Regions from separate parts of the Sus scrofa genome. Here region 1 is linked to region 2. A link is a contact called in public Hi-C data. All regions are on one chromosome and are shown on one strand. The core of a region is the stretch at or near the end of the contact, and the rest is flanking DNA. Distances in the headings are between cores, read along the strand shown. Region 1 overlaps ACBD5 (acyl-CoA-binding domain-containing protein 5). Region 2 overlaps YME1L1 (ATP-dependent zinc metalloprotease YME1L1).

Region 1 (6,730 bases), core at 3,954-6,453, 87 kb before region 2:
GTTATAGTGAATCATGTAGCATCTGTCTTTGCTATGCTCTTGGCCTTTAGAAATTTATTTTCCTATATAATATTTTAAACACACATAAATTAAATATATGATGTGTGAGCACCTTGAGGACAGAGATTATACTTTATCTGTGTCTTTACACATAGAAGACATTCAATATATGTTATTAGTTTTTGCAGTAACCTAATGTATATATTATTCACCTTAACCAATAAACTTTTAATTCTTCATTGATTGACTTACTGAAGATATTATGAGATGAAGCTTTTGATGTTTCAAATTTAGATTTGTGTTATTTAGGAGTTCCTGTCATGGTGCAGTGGTTAATGAATCTGACTAGGAACCATGAGGTTGCAGGTTCGATCCCTGTCCTCACTCAGTGGGTTAAGGATCTGATGTTGCCGAGAGCTGTGGTGTAGGTTGCAGATGCGGTTTGGATCCTGCGTTGCTGTGGCTCTGGTGTAGGCCGGTGGCTTTAGCTCCGATTAAACCTCCTAGCCTGGGAACCTCCATATGCCGCGAGTGCGGCCCTAGAAAAGACTAAAGACAAAAAATAAATAAATAGATTTGTGTTATTTAAATGGGTTACCATTTTTAACTATGGTTTCTCCATTTCCCACCCATCTGCTACATAAAGAGGGACTATATCATTGACACATGGTATCTAATGGATACTCCTAAATGACCATATATTGTACAGATAATTGTTACTGTGATTTTGGAATTAATTATGCACCCTGTACAAACGTGTAACACCAATTCTAAGCTTTTCTGCGTTGTAAACTTTTGCACTGTTTATAAACTATTACTTTTGGTTACTACATGTTTTCAGTGTATTATGCAATTATGAAGTTTTGAAAGTATCATTTTATACTTTTAATATTTATTTTTGTAATAAATTTTGGAATAAAAGTAATACACACTAAATGGAAATGTTAAAAAAACGCAAATAAGAAAAAAAAAATAATCTGCATACATATGATCTAGGGATATCCTCTTTTACCATTTTGATGTTTCCTTCTTCTCCACTTTTAATGTATATAAATACTTATTTTGAAAAAATGTCCTGTGGATTGTGCTGAATATGGTGTTGTTTTTTGTTGTTGTTTGTTTTAATGCCAACATCTGCAGCATATGGAAATTCCCTGGCCAGGGTTTGAATCCCTGGCCTCGCTCAGTGGGTTAAGGATCTGGCGTTGCCGTGAGCTGAGTTGTAGGTCACAGACGTGGCTTGGATCCCGCATTGCTGTGGCTCCGGTGTAGGCTGGAGGCTATAGCTCTGATTGGACCCGTAACCTGGGAGCCTCCATGTGCCACGAGAGCGGCCCAAGAAATGGCAAAAAGATGAAAAAAAAAAAAAAATCACTGTTGGTATAACTAAGCTAATTTATAGCATTAAATCATCAGTTTTATCCTCCAAATGATTTTACTTAATTTATGTTTCCAATAGGTTCATTCCAGCCAACAAATGAAATGATGCTCAAGTTCTATAGCTTCTATAAGCAGGCAACTGAAGGACCCTGTAAACTATCAAGGCCTGGCTTCTGGGATCCTATCGGAAGATATAAATGGTAATTTTAGGTGGAGAACTAGGAAAAGAATTTTTACTTTAATGACATAGTTATCCTATGACTCTTATTTATGTAGTTATGTATTATTCTGTGCATAAAGTATTCTAGATACTGGATACGTTTTATCCTCCATGTACACAATTTCACACAAGGGAAGAGAGGAAAACAATAAAACCAAAAAGAGTAGATGTGTCCAAGATTAAAAAACATTTTCAGTCATTCTTTTCTTTTATGGAGTTTTTTTCTTTTTATTTAGCCAAGCATAACTACCCAAACTAAAAACTTTATTTACCCAAACTAATTTAAGAAGTAAACAAACTCCCCTGCCTCTTTTACCTGCCAAGAAAAAGAATGACTTTGGCTTGTCATGTGACATTGTTTGCTTTGAGCCTTTGAGGTAATAAATAACTAGGAACATGACTCAGTTTCTGCCAAACTTTTTATCTGAGCTGCCACTCCTGTCCCACTGTTCTTGAATGGAAATTTGATTTTTGGAGTTCCCGTGGTAGCTCAGTGGTTAATGAATCCTACCAATATCTATAATGACGGGGATTCAATCCCTGGCCTTGCCTAGTGGGTTAAGGATCCCTCATTGCCGTGAGCTGTGGTGTAGGTTTCAGACACTGCTGGGTCCAGTGTTGCTGTGGCTGTGGTGTAGGCCGGCAGCTACAGCTCTGATTAGACTCCTAGCCTGGGAACCTCCATATGCCGTGGGTATGGCCCTAAAAACATAAAAGAAAAAAAAAAGAAAGAAAGAAATTTAATTTTTTTTTTTTTTGGTCTTTTTAGGGCCGTACTAACAGCATATGGAGCTTCCCAGGCTAGGGGTCAAGTCAGAGCTACAGCTGCTGGCCTACACCACAGCCACAGCAACACGGGATCCAAGCTGCGTCTGCGATCCACACCACAGCTCACAGCAATGCCGGATTCTTAACCCACTGAGCAAGGCCAGGGATTGAACCCATGTCCTCATGGATACCGATAGGGTTTGTTAACCGCTGAGCCATGACAGGAACTCCGAGGATTTCTCAATTGTGTACTTTCCTCTTAAGTTCTTAATAGTCATAAAATAACAGGTTAAATGTAATAGCAATGTGTTATTTAATCTATTTGAAAAAATCTTATTTACTTAATGATTTTCTTCAGCATTGACCTTTGTTCGAGTTAAACTGGTTCTGGAAAATATCTATGAAAAGAGATGTTCATTATAGGCAAAAAATTTTTTTTCCTATTTTTAAAATTAAATTTAATTTTTTAATAGGCAAAAATTTCAAGGGACCTAAGGCTTTAAAAATATTTCTATTTCTGCATTTTCATTTTTTTAGAAGACAGAAACCTTTTGTATTTTCCAAGTGTTTAAGTTAGACTCTTATTTATACTAACCAAAACTTCTGTTCATTTGAACCATGACTGTGACAGTTCATGTAGAATTTTCTAAAACATTCATTTTTGTCATATTTCTTTATAATGATATAGAGACTTTTAAAGAGTTCTTAGCATATAATTATGAAGAGTCTATAGTCTCTGCGGTCTGTAGTCTATGTAATATAGTCTCTATAATCTATGGTCTCTAGATAGGTTTTATACTTATTTTCCCATAGGCAAAATTAAAGCCCATAGGCGTATTAAAGTTAGTACATTTTTCTACCCAATAATGTGTTGGACTTTTTTTTTTTAGGTTTTTATTTTTTCTATTATAGTTGATTTACATTGTTCTGTCAATTTCTGCTGTACAAAGTGACCCAAGGTTTTATACATATTAGTTTTAGGTATGATTTAATTTGCCATTTTATTCACTGTGATATTTTTCCTCAAGGCAGTTCATTTAAAGATCTTTTGGAAACATTAATACAGCTTAATGTAAAGCCTGTTTTAATTAATGACCCTGTAGCATTAAGTATAAATTGTATTCTGAGTAATTTAAACCAGGTGTGTTTTGTTGTTATCTGGAAATTTTCATTTCTAGGGATGCTTGGAATTCACTGGGTGAAATGACCAAAGAGGAAGCCATGATTGCATATGTTGAAGAAATGAAGAAGGTAGGGAAAATAATTAGCAAAGAAAATAAAAATTTTCAGAACAGCTTTATTTAATTTTGTTATCAGGCAAATGAGCTGCTTTGTTTTAAGGAACAAGGAGATTGTAACATGTTAGAATATAGAATATAGATAAATATTGAGTTTATTAGGCTTTATCTTTCTCATCAAAGTTTATCTTAAGGTAGATATTTTTTCCTTAAGTTATATCACATTGTGGTGACATGATACTTCGGTTTATATTTTTTTTGTCTTCCCTTTCTCTATAGGTGACTTCTGCAGAAAGTATATTAGTAGAACTTTTTTTTTTTTTTTTTTTGCTTTTTAGGGCTGCACCTGTGGCATATCGAGGTTCCCAGGCTAGGGGTCAAATCCAAGCTGCCGGCCCCAGTCAATGCCACAGCTCACAGGAACACCAGATCCTTAGCCTACTGAACAAGGCCAGGGATCAATTCCACATCCTTATGGATACTAGTCAGGAAACTGAGACACAATGGAAACTCCCAATAGGAATCTTTTAAAATGTTGAGGTCCCTTAGGAGTCTGGGAAGTACTTGAGCTGTCTCAAAAACATTTCTGCTTTGAAACTTTTCATCTATGAGAAATGGGTAACAAGGCTGCCCAACATTGTTCTCATACAAGTGTTGCCTCATAAATTGAGATGTTCCTGTGCTAGGGCTTCTGCAAGCATTTTTCTGTGAATGCAAAGATCCTTCAGAAGCAGAATAAGGATGCTTTTAGTTTCTCTTGTAACTACTAACGAGGGCATTCTTTATAAACTAGCACTTCTGTTAAAAGAATTGTTTAGAGGAGCAAATTGATGAAGAAATCATGGATTTTTAAAGATGATCTTAGTGCCTTTGTATAAAGGACGATATGTATGTTGGTGAAGGATCAGAAGTTATGAAATCTAGATCTGTTTGATAATCCTTTTTTTTTTTTTTTTTTTTTTTCCCGTGGCAAATGGAAGTTCCCCTGGCTAGGGATTGAAGCCAATTTACACTGCAACTGCAGCAACTCAGTATACTTTAACCCACTGTCAGCAACCTGAGCCACTGTGTCACAGCAGGAACTCCTTTTTTGCTTTTTGTTTTTTTTTTTTTCTTTTTTTCTCTTTTTTTTGTATTTTTGCCTTTTCTAGGGCTGCTCCCATGGCACATGGAAGTTCCCAGGCTAGGGGTCGAATCAAAGCTGTGGCTACCAGCCTAGGCCAGAGCCACAGCAACGTGGGGTCTGAACCGTGTCTGCGACCTACACTCAGCTCACGGTAACGCCAGATCCTTAACCCACTGAGCAAGGCCAGGGATCGAACCTGCAACCTCATGGTTCCTAGTTGGATTTGTTAACCACTGAGCCATGATGGGAACTCTGCTTTTTGTTTTACGATAATCTTAAATAAATTGTCTTTCAACAAAAAGAAAACCTGTAAAAAAGGGTAGTTTTTTGCCAGATGCTTTAACAATATTAACCTCTATAGTAATTTTTATTTGGTAGATTCAGACTAATTTATTTTGTTTTAATCTCTTCTACACAGGTCAAAGTTGTGCCCTTTGTTACATTTTCACAATTTTTGTTTAGTGGACTTTGTTTGGAATAGAGGGCAGAGCTTAATTCTTTCGGCTGTTTTTGCTGTATCAGTAGCAAAACAAAGGAGCCTTTCAAAAACAGAGAAAGATGTAAAACTTTGTTTTGATAACATTCTTTTTTTTTTTACCTTCAATATTGTTATAATCTTTCCCTATTTCCTGCATTTTAACTCTTTAGTGGTAATTACTTTTAATTATATTTTGTGGAGTGATTCAGAAAAAAATATATATCCATATTTTAGAGTATATATACATACATATATATCTTCTATTATTTTAAAAAGAAAGAAAACTAATAATGATGTCATATTAAACTTACTGTGTGGCAAGTAGCTTTTTGCCTGTGGAAAAATTTATGGGAAGTTTCCACTGTGACTCAGCAGGTTAAGGACCCTATGTTGTCTCCATGAGGATGCGGGATTGATCCCTGGCCTTGCTCAGAGGGTTAAGGATCTGGCCTACTGCAGGCTGTGGCGTAGGTCACAGATGTGGCTTGGATCTGGTGTTGCTGTGGCCGTGGCATAGGCTGGCAGCTGCAGCTCCCATTCAACCCCTAGTCTGGGAACTTGCATATGCTGCAGGTGTGGCCATAAAAGAAAGAAATATTATAGGTATTTTTCCACTCAGCACATACAGAGCTAAACATAGTATTTTTAATATCTGCAAAGTTGTCCATATATAGAAATACTTCACTTTATTTCGTCAGTCACCAGTTGATGGCTATTTATTTGAATGTTTTTCATTTAATTTACCTTGTTGTTTAAACATGATGATTCTAAATTGGCCCCTAGTTATGAAGGTTTCTGAGAGTGGTTACCACTTCCTAGTTAAGTATCCCCCCTTCTTTTTTTCTTTTTAGGGCTACACCCTTGGCATATGGAGGTTCCCAGGCTAGGGGTTGAATTGGAGCTGTAGCTGCTGGCCTACGCCAAAGCCACAGCAATGTGGGATCCAAGCTGTGTCTGCAGTTTACACCACAGCTCATGGCAATGCTGGATCCGTAACCCATTGAGTGAGGCCAGGGATTGAACCTGCATCCTCATGGATGCTAATGGGTTCATTAACCACTGAGCCACAACAGGAACTCCCCCCTTTCTTTTTTGGCCACACCTGCAACATGAAAGTTCCTGGGCCAGGGATCAAACCCACACCACAGCAGTGACCCAAGCCACTGTAGTGACAATGCCGGGTCCTTAACCCTGCACCACAAGAGAACTCCCTTCAATACCTTTTTGAAAACATTACCTTGGTGTTAAGAACAGACACAAATTTTCCTCTAAGCCCACAGTATTCTGTTTTATTTAACATTAGTACTTTTAAGTGTTTAATGCATCATCTATAGACTATTGTGTAAAATTTTACACAAAGCTTATGTAAAATAGTTTTCAAAATGAAAACACTTTAAAACCTTTAATACATTTGAAATTCTTACAGGAGAGTATATACGTTAAGTATATAATTGACTTTGAAGAGTCTATAAAAGAACTTCAGATCTCAGTTATCAATAAATAAATTATAAATATTATAT
Region 2 (7,316 bases), core at 4,129-6,628:
ACCATCATTCGTAAAGGTAAGTAGAGCTTTTTTTGTTTACTCGAAAATGTAATAATTTTCAAGCTATTAAAAAGAACCTGGAGTTCCAGTCATGGCTCAGCAGTTAATGAACCTGATTAATATCCGTGAGGATGCAGGTTCGATCCCGGACCTTGATCAGTAGGTTAAGGATCCAGTGTTGCCTCGAGCTGTGGTGTAGGTTGCAGAAGTGGCTCAGATCTGGCTTTACTGTCGCTGTGGTGTAGGCCAGCAGCTGTAGCTTCAATTTGACTCCTAGCCTGGGAACTTCCATATGCTGCACTAAAAAGCTAAATAAATATTAAGTAAGTAAGTAAAAAGAACCTTCAGTATCTGATTTCTGTTGTTGGCTAACTGATTTTCTTCCATCTTTCCGCTTATGATAAAGGATTAATATCCAGTATAATCTTTGTACCTGCAACTCTCCTGGGTACCAAGCTTGTCTTTCTGCTAGCCTATTAGACATCTTCCTGCCTCTTTTCCCCCTATCAATCTATACCTGCCTATGTATTTTTTGGTTAATAAGCATCCACCCAAGCCAGCAACCTGGTGGTCAAATATGATTTGTCTGTCTTTTCTTTACCTCCCCCATCCACTAATCACTAAAATCTTAAGGATCTAGCCTCTTAAGTATTTCTTAAATCTGCCTTCATCCCCAGTTCCACTGTATATATAGGTAGGTCATGATTATTTCTTGTGTAGATTACTCTAATAAACACTCATTTTAAATCTCTTTGCCTTTAGTTTTTGCTACCTCTAGTCGAGCCTCCAGACTGTTTAAAATGTATTAGTGGAGTTCCCGTCGTGGTGCAGTGGTTAACGAATCCGACTAGGAACCATGAGGTTGCGGGTTCGGTCCCTGGCCTTGCTCAGTGGGTTAACGATCCGGTGTTGCCGTGAGCTGTGGTGTAGGTTGCAGACGCGGCTCGGATCCCGCGTTGCTGTGGCTCTGGAGTAGGCTGGCAGCTACAGCTCCGATTGGACCCCTAGCCTGGGAACCTCCATATGCCGTGGAAGTGGCCCAAAGAAATAGCAAAAAGACAAAAATAAAAAATAAAAAAAAAATAAAATGTATTAGTGTGATGGTTGTATTCCACTGCTCTATTGTCAGACTTCTGCCATGGTACACAGGGCATTTTTATCAGTTGGCATTCTGCCTACCATTTTTCTGTTCTCATCTTTCAGTATGCTACATCGTTTTACCCCCTACCGTTCTCTTCTCTTGGTTTTTTTAAAAATTGTGGGTTTTTTTGGCCACACCCTGCGGCCACATGGAAATTCCTAGACCAGGGGTTTAATCCAAACTGTAGCTGCAACCTATGCCACAGCTGCAATAACAATGGATCCTTAACCGACTGCACCACAGTGGGAACTCCCTTCTGTTGGTGTTTTTAAAGTCCTGTCAAACAAGATTGCTTGTAGTTCTTGAGCACCCAGTCTATTGTTTCATGGCTTTTTCAAATTGTTCATGCTCTGTGTTCTGTGGTTTAGCTATCCCATTCTCTGTAAGACCTTTCTTGATCTCTTAGGTAGCATTTGTTTTAACGCTATATACCTGGTGCCTCTTACATAATATTAAAATGACTTCACAGACTTAGTTATTTGTGTTTCTCTCCCCAGTTGACTGAAAACATTGAGATCATGGAGTATTTATCTTTACATCTTCAGAATTTTTATGGGGCCAAGTATATGAAAGGTGCTCAGTAAACATTCATAAATGAATAAAGTTTTTATTCCAACAGAGATAAAGGAATGTGAACCTCGAGCCATCAGAACCCTTAATCAACATGTAACCTATTAACTGTTTTCAGTATAGTTAATGGTTTTGTATAGAATTTCTTTTTTTTTTTTTCTTTTTCTTTAGGCCTGCCCCTGCAGCATAATGAAGTTCCTGGGATAGGGGTCAAATCAGAGCTGTAGCTGCAGAGCCTAAACACAGCCACAGCAACTCGGATCCAAGCCTTGTCTGCGACCTACACCACAGCTCATAGCAATGCTGGACCCTTAACCCACTGAGTGAGGCCAGGGATCGAACCTGCGTCCTCATGGGTACTAGTTGGGTTTGTAACTCACTGAACCATAATGGGAACTCCCTTTTTTATTTTATTTTTTTGATATGCAAGAGGTGGATTTATTAAGATAGTATGCTTGTGAGAGATACAAGTGGGCATAGGAGGCTCTGCCTAGAATATTTCTGTATTAATTGATGGATGCAAGTGTAGGGTCCAGTATTACTTTCCTAGCCTTTGATATTTATTGTTGAGTGTTAAACTACTTCTAGAATTTTATTGAATTTTTTTTGTGCGTGATTGTTATATTTTGGGAGATTGTTATCTATATAGTCAACCAATATTGATGTATGATATATTATTTGTGTATTTAGGGGTTTCTTTTGCGGGACAGAGGATCAGACATTGAGAGTTTAGACAAACTCATGAAAACCAAAAACATACCTGAAGCTCATCAAGATGCTTTTAAAACTGGTTTTGCAGAGGGTTTTCTGAAAGCTCAGGCACTAACACAAAAAACCAATGGTAAGTTAACACCATCTGTGTTTGGGGAAGAATATCTGAAAGAAAGTCATAGTCCTACCTTTACGTGATTATAATAACTTTTCTAACAATTATCCAACTTTTTATTAGTTATATTTTATTATATTTGTATCTTAAATTGTCTAGAAGTGAAAATATCTGCTGTCACTTTCACTTGCTCAAGTGAGAACCTGGAGTCAGTGATAGAAGCATGAGTGGCTTCATGAAGTTTTTTGTAACAGGTGCTAAAAGGTGATCAGTCATGGTGATTATGCAGAAGAATGCCAAGTTCCAAGCTTGAATGTGGCAAAATGTGTTTACCATCAGTAACCTAAAATTTGCATTTCACTGAGTTGTCAATTCTCATTGATGTCATTCGTTTTAAGGCTCTTTCTTTTTTCTCCAGATTCTCTAAGAAGAACTCGTCTGATTGTCTTTATTCTGCTGGTTGTTGGCATTTATGGACTCTTAAAAAACCCTTTTTTATCTGGTAAAAAAGCTCTTATTTATCTGACTTTTAAAAAATCCTTTTTTTATTTTTGTCTTTTTTAGGGTTGCACCTGAGGCATATGGAGGTTCCCGGGCTAGGGGTCCAATCAGAGCTGTAGCCTCTGGCCTACTGCAGAGCCACAGCAACTTAGAGTCCAAGCCAAATCTGCGGACCTACACTACAGCTCATGGCAGTGCCGGATCCTTAACCCACTGAGTGAGGCCAGGGATTGAACATGCAACCTCATGGTTCCTAGTTGGATTCATTTCCACTGTGCTAAGACGGGAACTCCTCATTTCTTTTTTCATAGTTAGTCTATCTAAGACTTAGAGATAAGAAAACATTAATATTTATAGTCCTAGGACTTAAGTTTTTCATTTCTAAGTGAAGATATCTCAGATTGGGTCACTTTGAAATTGTTTTCTGCATTGAAATAGAAAAGTTTTAATCTCTGATGATTATGTATCATCTCCATTGTCAGAGCTTTATTATATTTGCATAGTTTTGTGGATTACAGGAAAGATTCCTTCAGACACAATAAATTCAAGTAGTACTTGTTTTGAGAAAATAATACTTTTTAAAGTTTCAAGGATTATGTTATAGCGAAAATATTTTAGCTCTACTTCTAGTGGTGGTTGGTTCCCCAGATTTTTACAAAATGATACCTGTCCAGTAACAAAATTCTTAAAACATGCAGAATCGTTTTTTAAATAGTAATACAAAGTAAAATCGTCATCTACTTAAATACAGTAATAAATTGAATCTATTAAAAATCAAATATGTGAATAATTGCTTTAAATAGTGTCTCATATTTTCTCAGTTTGCCAGTCTAAAATGAAATAATGTCAGGTTTAAGTGGTCCCAGTTGCTTTCTCAACTTCCATTCAGATTTTACCCCATATTTTCTACTTTATGATGGATTACCTGGAAAGAAAAAAAGCTGGTATACAATTAAGAACATTATTTGACCTGGATCAGGAATTACACCCAAAACTTGCATGTAGTCCCAATTACTTTAAAAGTTATTAGTCGCATCAAACTTGAGATGAAGTTTTAGCATCCAGGCATGACTTTTTTATATCTAGATCTGCCTTCTCTTGAGTCCCCCCCCCCCGAAAAAAAAAAGAACCAGTATAGGGATGATTGTTCCTATCAGCAGGATGGCGGAAGGGTGGGATGGGCTTTGATTATTCCTTTATATTTCTTAATTATGCGCAGTAGAATTGAGAACCGTTTAAGTGTAATTTAAATTTCTATTACTAGATATAAGGAGAAGAGGAAAGTTCTTAGTTTTCATTGGAAAGATAACGATAGTTTAATGTGAATCATTTATTCCTTGAACATGGCATAGAAATCCGGAAGATCTAATTTCTACTTCTCACACTAATTTAAATATTTTTGAACTTAGATATTTAATTTTCTGAAAATTTTCTAAAATTTTATAGTTTTATGAATCTGTCAAATGTGTAAGCATTTTTTTTTTCCTTCCCTTTAGTCCGCTTCCGGACAACAACAGGGCTTGATTCTGCCGTAGATCCTGTGCAGATGAAAAATGTTACCTTTGAACATGTTAAAGGAGTAAGTTAGAGAGTTTGCCTTGACCTCTTCTAACATTATCTTAATTATATTTTTTGATTCTGAAGGTTGGAGTAATAGAAAATATATATATTGGTTCTGCCCCTAATTCCTGGCACAGAGCTCCTAAAATGTTTGTTATTTCTAAAGTGATAAAAACACTAGGAGCATCTTTTGTTCTACTGATTGGTCTTTGACCCTGGTTTCTGGAACAGGGCTTCTGGGTCATAACAGCGTCTTTTGGTCTAATGAAGTGGCTCTGGGTGGGCTCCTAGGTAGAGACTGGTCACCAGAAAGATCAAACCATGATTAGAAGCTTGAACTTTCACCCCCACTCTCTGTTCTTCAGAGAGGGGAGAGAGGCTGGAAAGAGAGTTAATAATTGATTATCCCTGTGTGAGGAAACTCCCATAAAAATCTGAACAGGTTGGAGTTGGGGGAGCTTTCAGTTGGTGAGCTTGAGGAGGTGTGAGGAGTCACTTATCAGAGGACGTGGAAAGCCTGTACCTCTCCCTGTGTACGCTGCCCTACTTCTCTCTTCCGTCTGGCTGTTCCCGAGTTAGCCTTTCATAATAAACAAGTAGTCTAATACCTAAACTCTTTTCCTGAGTTTTCTAAGCTGCTCTAGCAAATTTAGCAAACACAAGCAGGGGTTGCGGGAACCTCCAATGTATCACTAATTGGTTAGAAGCATAGAGGGCAACTCAGACTTGGGATTGGCATCTGAGGTCTTTGTGCGCCTGTGGTAATAAGTCATTTGGGACTTTGGCCTAAAGATAGGTGTCATGATTACCCGTTCCCAGGTACTTTTTTAAAACCCTGCCCAGTGTTTTTGAGTTTTCTCACTAAGCTATTTAAAGTTGTGTAATGTGATGTTGCAGGTTGGCTGCAGATATATAATTAGGCCAGTGTAATTTAAAATTTAGGCATGGAAAGGCATTTATTTATAATGGTAGCCAACATGTTTTGAAAGTTTCACCTACGAAAAAAAGATTTCTGGGTTATTTGTTTTTTTTTTTTTTAAATTTGAAATCTAGAGTGCTAGAACTATATTTTTTGGCAGAGTTATGTCATGGATGTATGTAAAGGGACTATTCCTACTCAGCATATTGCCACCACTATTTTATATCTGGCCTTCTGTAGTCATTTTTAATGCCATTTTGCCACTAGAAATTTCCATTTGTGACCTCTGGCCATATGTTAATGAGGAAATTTGCTCACTGTTTCTGATAGACAGCTTTCTTAATCTTATATCAGAGTTTTAAAGTTGAGCTAAAGTTCTAATTGCCTTTTATTTTTTCCCGTCTTTTTGAGGCCCACTCCCTCGGCATATGGAGGTTCCTAGGCTAGGGGTCTAATCAGAACTGTAGCTGCCAGCCTACCTCACAGCCACAGCAACACCAGATCTGAGCCAAATATGTGACCTACACCACAGCTCACGGCAACGCCGGATCCTTAACCCACTGAGCAAGGCCAGGGATCGAACCTTCAGCCTCATGGTTCCTAGTCAGATTCGTTAACCACTGCGACACGACAGGAGCTCCTGATTGCCATTTTTTAAAAAATTTATTTTTTGTCTTTTCAGTCCCTCACCTGCGGCATATGGAGGTTCCCAGGTTAGGGGTTCAATCAGAGCTGTAGCCACTGGTCTTCTCCAGAGCAACTGCAACTCAGTATCTGAGCCACGTCTGCAACCTACACCACAGGTCACGGCAACGCCAGATCCTTAACCCACTGAGCGAGTCCAGGGATGGAACTTGCATACTTACGGATACTAGTCAGATTCGTTTCTACTGGGCCATGATGAGAACTCCCTGATTGCCATTTTTATTGGCTAGATTGGGCTTTACTCTTGCTAGGGAGTTCAATTTTGCAAGATTTCATATTTTGGGGATTAAATCTTCTAAATTTTTTTTGCCACAACCATTTATAAAATAGTATCAGTGCATTGTAGCTTAATTTTAGTCACTATCCTTTGGCATTTGTTAGGAACTAAATACTTTATAATCTAGTCGTAATTCCTTATGATGAAAATGACCTCATAATCACAAATTAATGTTGTAACTTAAACACAGACTCCTTTATTGTTAATATATTGTAAGTCCACATAATTTGCCCTTGAAGGTTTTTCTTAAATTTTTTTTTTTTTGCCTTTTGGGGCCACACTCACAGCATATGGAGGTTTGAAGGCTAGGGGTCTAATCGGAGCTGTAGCTGCCATCCTACACTAGAGCCACAGCAACCAGATCTGAGCCACATCTGCGACCTACACCACAGCTCACGGCATCGTTGGATCCTTAACCCACTGAGCAAGGCCAGGAATGGAACCCAAGACCTCATGGTTACTAGTCAGATTGTTTCCACTGTGCCACAACAGGAACTCCTGCCCTTGAAGCTTATAACTGTGTCCAAAAAAGTTTGGGATTTGAAATTTACTAGGTGACTCTGTGTTTATGTTAAATGCCACTGACACATTTAACTAGAAGTTTTGAAAATAGCAGTACTTTTTAAGTGGAAGAAGCAGTTTAAAATGTTTTTTGTTTGTATATGAGACATTATATAACTGGCAGTAAGGGTCAGGAGAAAGCCCTTTGTGTGTATTTATAAAGGGTCCTTTTTGTATCCTTTACCTGAAACAAAAAAACAGGTTATTCTCCTATTAAATTTATGATATTCAAAGAGGGTATTTTGGTAATCTAATC

What was found. A called contact is a pair of places that touch in the nucleus more often than the background predicts.
Region 1: a Hi-C map of liver shows a contact between it and region 2, with 5 times the contacts expected there. The contact joins two enhancer-like sites. A contact is called at or near these places in 2 of 47 Hi-C or Micro-C datasets (brain and liver) and 1 of 2 datasets of contacts at active chromatin or transcription factors (alveolar macrophages).

The regions. Positions count from the first base shown.
Region 1 is chr10:48,911,629-48,918,358 of Sscrofa11.1, reverse strand. ACBD5 (acyl-CoA-binding domain-containing protein 5) reads left to right here. Exons shown (of 14, transcript XM_013980249.2): 3 at 1,460-1,580; 4 at 3,547-3,619. Among named protein-coding and RNA genes, the nearest start is that of ACBD5, 7.4 kb to the left of the region's middle. Within about 2 kb of position 5,203, at least 1 of the 83 cell types and tissues checked has an H3K27ac peak or open chromatin away from gene starts, as enhancers often do. A contact at or near this core is called in liver, where this site is marked.
Region 2 is chr10:48,824,598-48,831,913 of Sscrofa11.1, reverse strand. YME1L1 (ATP-dependent zinc metalloprotease YME1L1) reads left to right here. Exons shown (of 19, transcript XM_021064882.1): 5 at 1-16; 6 at 2,402-2,552; 7 at 2,956-3,039; 8 at 4,535-4,617. Among named protein-coding and RNA genes, the nearest start is that of YME1L1, 27 kb to the left of the region's middle. Within about 2 kb of position 5,378, at least 7 of the 83 cell types and tissues checked have an H3K27ac peak or open chromatin away from gene starts, as enhancers often do. A contact at or near this core is called in liver, where this site is marked.